2 separate regions of the Sus scrofa genome follow, and region 2 is linked to region 1. The links are chromatin contacts, called in public HiChIP or PLAC-seq maps. All regions are on one chromosome and are shown on one strand. Each heading gives the region's core, a stretch centred on a gene start, on an enhancer-like site or on the middle of the called end of the contact. The rest is flanking DNA. Distances are from core to core; before and after follow the strand shown.

Region 1 (3,171 bases), core at 292-2,791:
GGAGGGGTTGTGACTTTAGTTCTAAAATGATCTTGAATTTCATTTAAAGGACTCGCCCCGTGGGGAATCTCTGCACCGCTCAGGGCCCCCCTTGGCCTCCCCTGGACCCCGCTGTTCGAGGCCAGTGCAGGTGAGGTCTGCAGCTGCTTCACCCAAATCTCGCCACACCGCCCGGTCCGGCGGGCAAACGGATGTGCTGGAGGCCGGGCGGGGCTGGGCTGTGACCGCGCCTGCTGGCTGGTGGTGGGTGGCACTGATGGCGACCGCCTGAGGTCCCTGTGCTGGTCTCCAGTCCTAGGTGGGTCTCAGCCCTGAGGTGGAGAGGGCCTGCCAGCTCAGGGTGAATGGCGCGTCCAAGGTCACGTCCCAGAGCTGATGCCGGAGAAATGACTGACCCTCGCCCAGCTGGACTCCCGGGCCGCCCACACCCCAGAGCCGGAAGGGGGCGGAGCGGCCGGGTTTTATCCTTCTGACTGGCCTCTCCATCCATTCTTTGGAGCTACTTCTGTGGTTTTACAGTGACTTGAGGGCTGGTTTTGTGAGACGATGTCTTGGATTCCAGCATGGCCGCAGCCACGTATGTAAATTGACAGGTGTCAGGCAGTCATCAGGCCCCAGTCGGGAGGAGGCCTGGCTGCCCGGCCGTCCCCAGAGTCTGGGCAACGAGGCCTCCCGAGCCGGGGTCAGGACTTTGGAATAAGCCACTGAGTTGCCTTTGTGCCCCTGGGGAGCTGGCGTGGAGCCTGGTGGTGGCAGAGATGTGTGGGTGGCATTTGAATGAAGGGCCGTTTGTTACTCAGCCTCGATGGTGGGCGTCGAGTGGGTGTGCTGGTGACAGGGGCCTGGGTTCCAGGCCAGGCCTTCCCACTCTGTGTCCGTGCACTGACCCTGGTTCTTAGGAAGCATCTGAGCAACCAGGGCAGGAGAGTCCCTGATGGGGACAGCGTCACCTGAGCTCCGTCTGTAGGTCAAGACGGGAGACCGGAGCCAGTGCCCCTGTGACCACGAGTCTCAGCTTTCTCCCTTGAACATGGCCCTGCTGGGACCTGGGCCCCTGGGTGCCAGGCGAGGTCAGAGAGGGGCTCCTGTCAGGGGCCACATCCGGTCCACACCTGGCTCTCCAGTCGCTGTGTCAAGGTGAGTACTATGAGAGTTTTCGAATTGTAGAATACATAAAACCAAATTGACCTTTTTAACCTTTTTTTTTTTTTTTTTTTACTTTTTAAGACTGCACCCTCGGCATGTGGAGCTTTCCAGGCTAGGGGTCAAATCAGAGCTATGGCTGCGGGTCTACACCACAGCCACTGCAACGCTGGATCCCCGACCCACTGCACGAGGCCAGGGGTGGAACCTGCATCTTCCTGGATACTAGGCAGATTTGTTTCCACTGGGCCCCAGCAGGAACCCCCCCTTTTAACCATTTTTATGTGTACAAGAAAGTGGCATTCAACACAGCCACATCCTTGCACAACCATCACCACGGTCCTCCAGGGCCTCTCATCCCAGGCGGAAGCGGAAGCGCTGTTCCCATGAGACGGCCCCTCCCGCAGCCCCAGGCAAACACCCTCCTACTGCGTCGCTGTGAATGTGACTCAGCAGGAGGCGCACACAGTATGCATTCTTTTGTGACTGGTTTAGTCCTCTTGGCTGGAAGCACCTGACAGCTGCCTGCCTTTTCAAGGAAGGCGTGAGGTGATACCTTGTAGTAGTTGTGATGTGCAGGTCTCTAATAATTAGCCACACTGGGCATCTTTTCATGTGCCTGGTGGCCATTCGTGTGTCGTCTTTGGAGCGATGTCTATTTAGATCTGCCCATTTTTTGATTGGGTTGTTTTTTTTGCTGTTGTTAGTGAGCTGCACAAGCTGACCGTATTTTGGAGATGAAGCCCTTCTCAGTTACATTTGTGAATATTTCCTCCCAGTTCGTAGGTTGTCTTTTTTTGCTGGGCAGGAGCTTGTGCATTTGATTAGGTTCCATTTATTTATTTTTGCTTCTATTTCCATTGCCTTGGGAGACTGAGCTAAGAAAATACTGGCACAATTTATGTCGGAGAATGTTTTGTCTATATTCTCTTGTACAAGTTTTAGGATCTCATATCTTATATTTAAGTCTTTAAGCCATTTTGAGTTAATTTTTTTTTTTTTTTTTATGGTAAGAGGGTGTGTTTTATCTTCATTGATTTACGTGTGGCTGGCTGTCCATACTTCCCAGCACCACTTTTTTTTGGTCTTTTTAGGGCCGCACCTGCAGCTTATGCAAGTTCCCAGGCTAGGGGTCGAATTGAAGCCACAGCTTCCGGCCACGGCCACAGCCACAGCCGTGCCAGAGCCAAGCCATGTCTGTGACCCACACCGCAGCTTAACCCACTGCGCAAGGCCAGGGATTGAACCCATATACTCACAGACATTGTGTCTGGTTCTTAACTCGCTGAGCCACAGCAGGAACTCCTGAAGACTCTTTTTTTCCATTGTACAGTCTTAGCTCCTCTGTCAAAGACTAATTGATCATAGGTGTGTGGGGGTTTGGGGGGCTCTGTGTATTCTGTTCCATTGATCCCCCTGTGTCTGTTTCTGTGCCCACATCTTCCATTTTGATTCCTGTAGCTTTGTATCTTGTCTGAACTCTGGGAGGGTTGTGCCTCCAGCTTTGTTCTCTTTCCTCAGGATTGCTTTAGCAAGTGAGTTTTTGTGGTTGCACATAGATCTCAGGATTGTTCCAGTTCTGTGAAAGGTGGCATGGGTAGTCTGATAGAGCTCGCAGTAACTGTTCTGGGTGGCATGGCCACTTTCACAGTACGATGTCATGGGGTATTTTCCACTTCTGTGAGTCATCTTCAGTTTCCTTCCTCAGTGTTTTATAGTCTCAGTGAAAGCACTATTTCTATACCACCCAGTGGCTACCTAGTATGGAAATACATTTGTAATGAGATTCACATTTTTACAATTAATAAGTCATATGCTAAGAATTATATTTTTATAAAGCTTTCATTCAAGCTATTGTATAATCACGTAACACCCCCCCAAAAAAAACCCAGTAGAAAATGGTCCGTTATTTAGAAGACAAAAGTAAATTTTTGCTGTATGTATGGATTTTTTGATGTACTTATTAACAACATAAATCCCATGTTAACAGGACCTAGAGAATAGAACGAAGTGGAAGCAGTCACGTTC
Region 2 (3,383 bases), core at 732-3,231, 250 kb after region 1:
GAACCAGTTGAGACAAATACAGAACAGTCAAAATGCTAGTTTTCTTATGATGCAGTGTTAGGGTGAGAACTGACTGGGTGGCCACTCTGGGCATCCTTGTACTCCACCACAGAATTAAAGGCACCTGCAGAACTGAACAACCATGGCCTTGCTCCCTCCAAGGGGAGGGGTGGTCAGAACTCAGCCCTGCAGGTGGATCAAATGGGGGAGCCCAGAGGGGGTTTATCCCCGCCTTCCTGGTTCCACGTTCCAAGCGCAGGACAAACCACTCCTCTTCCCATAGAGGAGCACAGGAAAGCTGAGGAGTAGAGCTGCGGTTCCCAAAATGTGGTCCTTTGGACCAGCAGCAACGCCAGCATCACTCAGAGAGCTGCTAGAAACGGAAACTCTTGGGCTTCACTCCAGACCTGCTGAATCAGAAGCTCTGGAGGTGGGGCCTGCATCTGTGGATGAGCCACCCCTCCAGGTGATTTGGAAGTGTGGTCAAGTTTGAGAGCCAGTGCTGTAGCAGAAATCTCCCTGACAGAACAGGAGCCAGGGAACAGTGGTTTCTCCTTTTACCAGAGCCAGGCACAGGGTAAAAGCTGTTCACACTTGTTTATCCTGCAAGGTATATACAAACAGCTCCATTTGGCAAGCGAGGAAAATGAATGCAAGGAAGTGCAGGGGTGCTCATGGTCGCACAGCCCCCTCGATGGTCCAGGTAGAGCTCAGGCCCACCTGAGCAGGCCGGGCTCCGAGAAGCATCCCTAAACCCTTCCACCCCCGCACAGAATGAGCCAGGTACGACCCAGTGGTGTCTGTTACAAGGAAGAAAGCAGCCCGGGCCCCTCAGGGCGTTGTCCTTCTAGCAAGAAGGGGGGCAAAGATGTCAGAGCACCCAGCTCTGGCCCACAAGGGTCTTCTTACCCTCTTTTTCTTCTGTTGATACAGACCTCAACAGCAGACCCCTGAGAGGAAACACACATGAAAACGGAAAACTGGGTCTATCCTGAGAATGGTGACTACATAAAGGAAAGTGCAAGCCGGAAAGAGACAGGAGCAAAAGAATAGAGAGCTGTGGGGGGAGAGGGGCTTGGGGTTTAAATACCCAGTCATTAGAGGAATTAGAATCAGCGTGGCTTCTCGGAGGCGGCATCGGGCTGTCCGGCACATGGATAACAGTAACAGTGGGTCTGATTTAGTTGAGATGCTACATGTTCATGTCAAGGACGGAATATGTAATGTCTGTGGGACCTGGCGGTTCTCTAGAAATGAGTCCTCGTGTGGGATCGTTCTAACGCCTTGCCGCCTGGCATCTTAAATAAAAGAAACATGAAAAATAGACCGACTGGAGTTGTTTTTTGTTTTGTTTTGTTTTTGGGCTTTTTGGCTTTTTTTAGGGCCGTACCTGCGGCAAATGGAGATTCCCAGGCTAGAGATCAAATCTGTACACCACAGCTCACAGCAATGCCAGACACCCTTTGAGCAAGGCCAGGGATCAAACCCACAACCTCACGGTTCCTAGTCAGGTTCGTTTCCATTGCACCACGACAGGAACTCCCTGGAGTTGTTTTTAAGTGAAGAATTTTTTCCCAAAACTTCTGAATCCCAAAGCAATTTTTAGAGTATCAGAGTCCTGTTGTGTCTCTGTGTCCTAATTCACAGGCTTGTGTCTGCTGGAAACCATGAAAACTATGCAGGATGATGAGGTTCTTTGCAAGCTATGTAAGGGTGTACTGGAGACAGGAAGACAAAATCGGTTTGCAAAGCTGAGAAAGTTACAGGAGGTCCTGAATGACCCAAAGGCCCCCCAGCTCCACCTCAGCATCTCCCAGGATGCTCAGACTCAGGCAGGTCAGCCCCCTGAGAGCAGGCAGTTCTGCGCTGTATTCACCACTGCTTCCTGAGCAATAAGAGTGGGCCGGGCCTGAAGGGGGAGCACCCCAAAGGCGTGTGGGGTGAACGCCTCCCAGGGGAGGCCTTCCTGACACCGCAGGGAGCTCTTCCTCAAAGCAGGCTGCGCCCTGCCCCCTGGTGGAATCCACTTGCCAACCTGTGTTGACACCCAGGATCCTGCAGGACAACCTGAAAGGAAGACAGTCCTCCAAGTGACTCTTCCTGGGTCCTTCAACCTTCCCAAGGGTGCCAGGATTTTTGTCACCTTCTGACCCTCCCTGACTGTCCTAGTCTTTGGGGTGCGGGGCCGGAGGCGGCAGCCCTCAGAACGCACCCATCCCCAGCTCCCTGGACATGGGATCTTCCCTTTGAATTTCAGCACGCTGACCTCTCCCCACGTCCACTGGCAGACAGAAACCACTGTTAGGGCTGCTGGAGAAAGGAGAATTAATATTCTGTTGATGGGTCCCCGCCATCCTCACACAGGCCCAGTCACTCTTGTGACGGTTGGAAACGTGGAGCTCTGTGGGCAGCTCCAGAAGAGAACCACGTTTGGTTCCTTCTGTGCAAAGGGACCCAGTGTGGAGACGCTGCCCTGGGGTGGGGGTGGGGGGGTCTCCAACTGCTGTATGTGAACGTCCTAGGAGATGCCCAACCACAAAATCTTCGAATGATGTTAGCATTTTAGGGCTCAGAGGGTGTCTGGCCCAGTTTGCTGCCAGTTTGAGATTCCCTTCCATAACATCCCTGCAAAGAGCGGTGATCCGACTTGTGCCTGAACCCTTCCAGTGGAAAATACGGCAGCCCACTGCAGCTCCAACTGACCATCGTGGTTCAAGAGTCCCACCCAGTACTGAGTCGGAACACATCACCTAATGTGCCCTTATTTTGAGCTAGCCTTCACCTCCGTAATTACATAAAATGAGGTGAACTCTCATACCAGGGATTCAGACAGACACAGGTTCCACCTTTCCAGCAGTGCGACCTGGGGCAACGTAACCCACCTCACCTCCTGTTTTCTCAGCTATTACATCAGGAGTAAGAACGGCATCTGCTTCACTGGTATATGTGCTGCCGAAGCGAGCACGGCATCTGCTTCATTGGAATGTGACGCTTACGCAAGATGACATGGCACTGAGCCCATTAGGCATGGCGCTGAGACACTCACCAAGTCTCTTCTAGCATTCCGGAGGACTTCGACACTTGACCTTGGGGTTGGGGAAGGCTCTGCTGGGCCTGTCTGTCTAGCAGCTGCCAGCAGCAAGCTTCTTGCTGGAGAAATGCGTGGGGCATGCCATGAGGTTTTAAGACCTCATCATTGGTTCTTGGCGGACAGTCCACCTGTGGTCTCCCCACGCCCAGAAAATCCCAGAGTAGCTCCTCACTTTGCTGGGGAGGCTGGGGACAGATGTGGACAGGCTCAGCGACTTGCCCAAGACCATTCAGTTGACGGCAGAGACAGAGATGATTCTTTGTAGCCGATGAGGTGAGGTTTCTGACCCAGT

What was found. HiChIP or PLAC-seq counts read pairs in DNA pulled down with a chosen protein or histone mark.
Region 2: a contact with region 1 is called in an H3K27ac HiChIP or PLAC-seq map of alveolar macrophages. The contact joins two enhancer-like sites. A contact is called at or near these places in 3 of 5 promoter capture datasets (fetal liver, fetal skeletal muscle and liver), 2 of 47 Hi-C or Micro-C datasets (embryonic fibroblasts and liver) and 2 of 2 datasets of contacts at active chromatin or transcription factors (alveolar macrophages and skeletal muscle).

Annotation. Positions count from the first base shown.
Region 1 is chr3:6,029,725-6,032,895 of Sscrofa11.1, forward strand. No RefSeq gene overlaps it. Among named protein-coding and RNA genes, the nearest start is that of SMURF1, 110 kb to the right of the region's middle. Within about 2 kb of position 1,542, at least 10 of the 83 cell types and tissues checked have an H3K27ac peak or open chromatin away from gene starts, as enhancers often do. A contact at or near this core is called in alveolar macrophages, where this site is marked.
Region 2 is chr3:6,279,605-6,282,987 of Sscrofa11.1, forward strand. No RefSeq gene overlaps it. Among named protein-coding and RNA genes, the nearest start is that of ARPC1A, 20 kb to the right of the region's middle. Within about 2 kb of position 1,982, at least 2 of the 83 cell types and tissues checked have an H3K27ac peak or open chromatin away from gene starts, as enhancers often do. A contact at or near this core is called in alveolar macrophages, where this site is marked.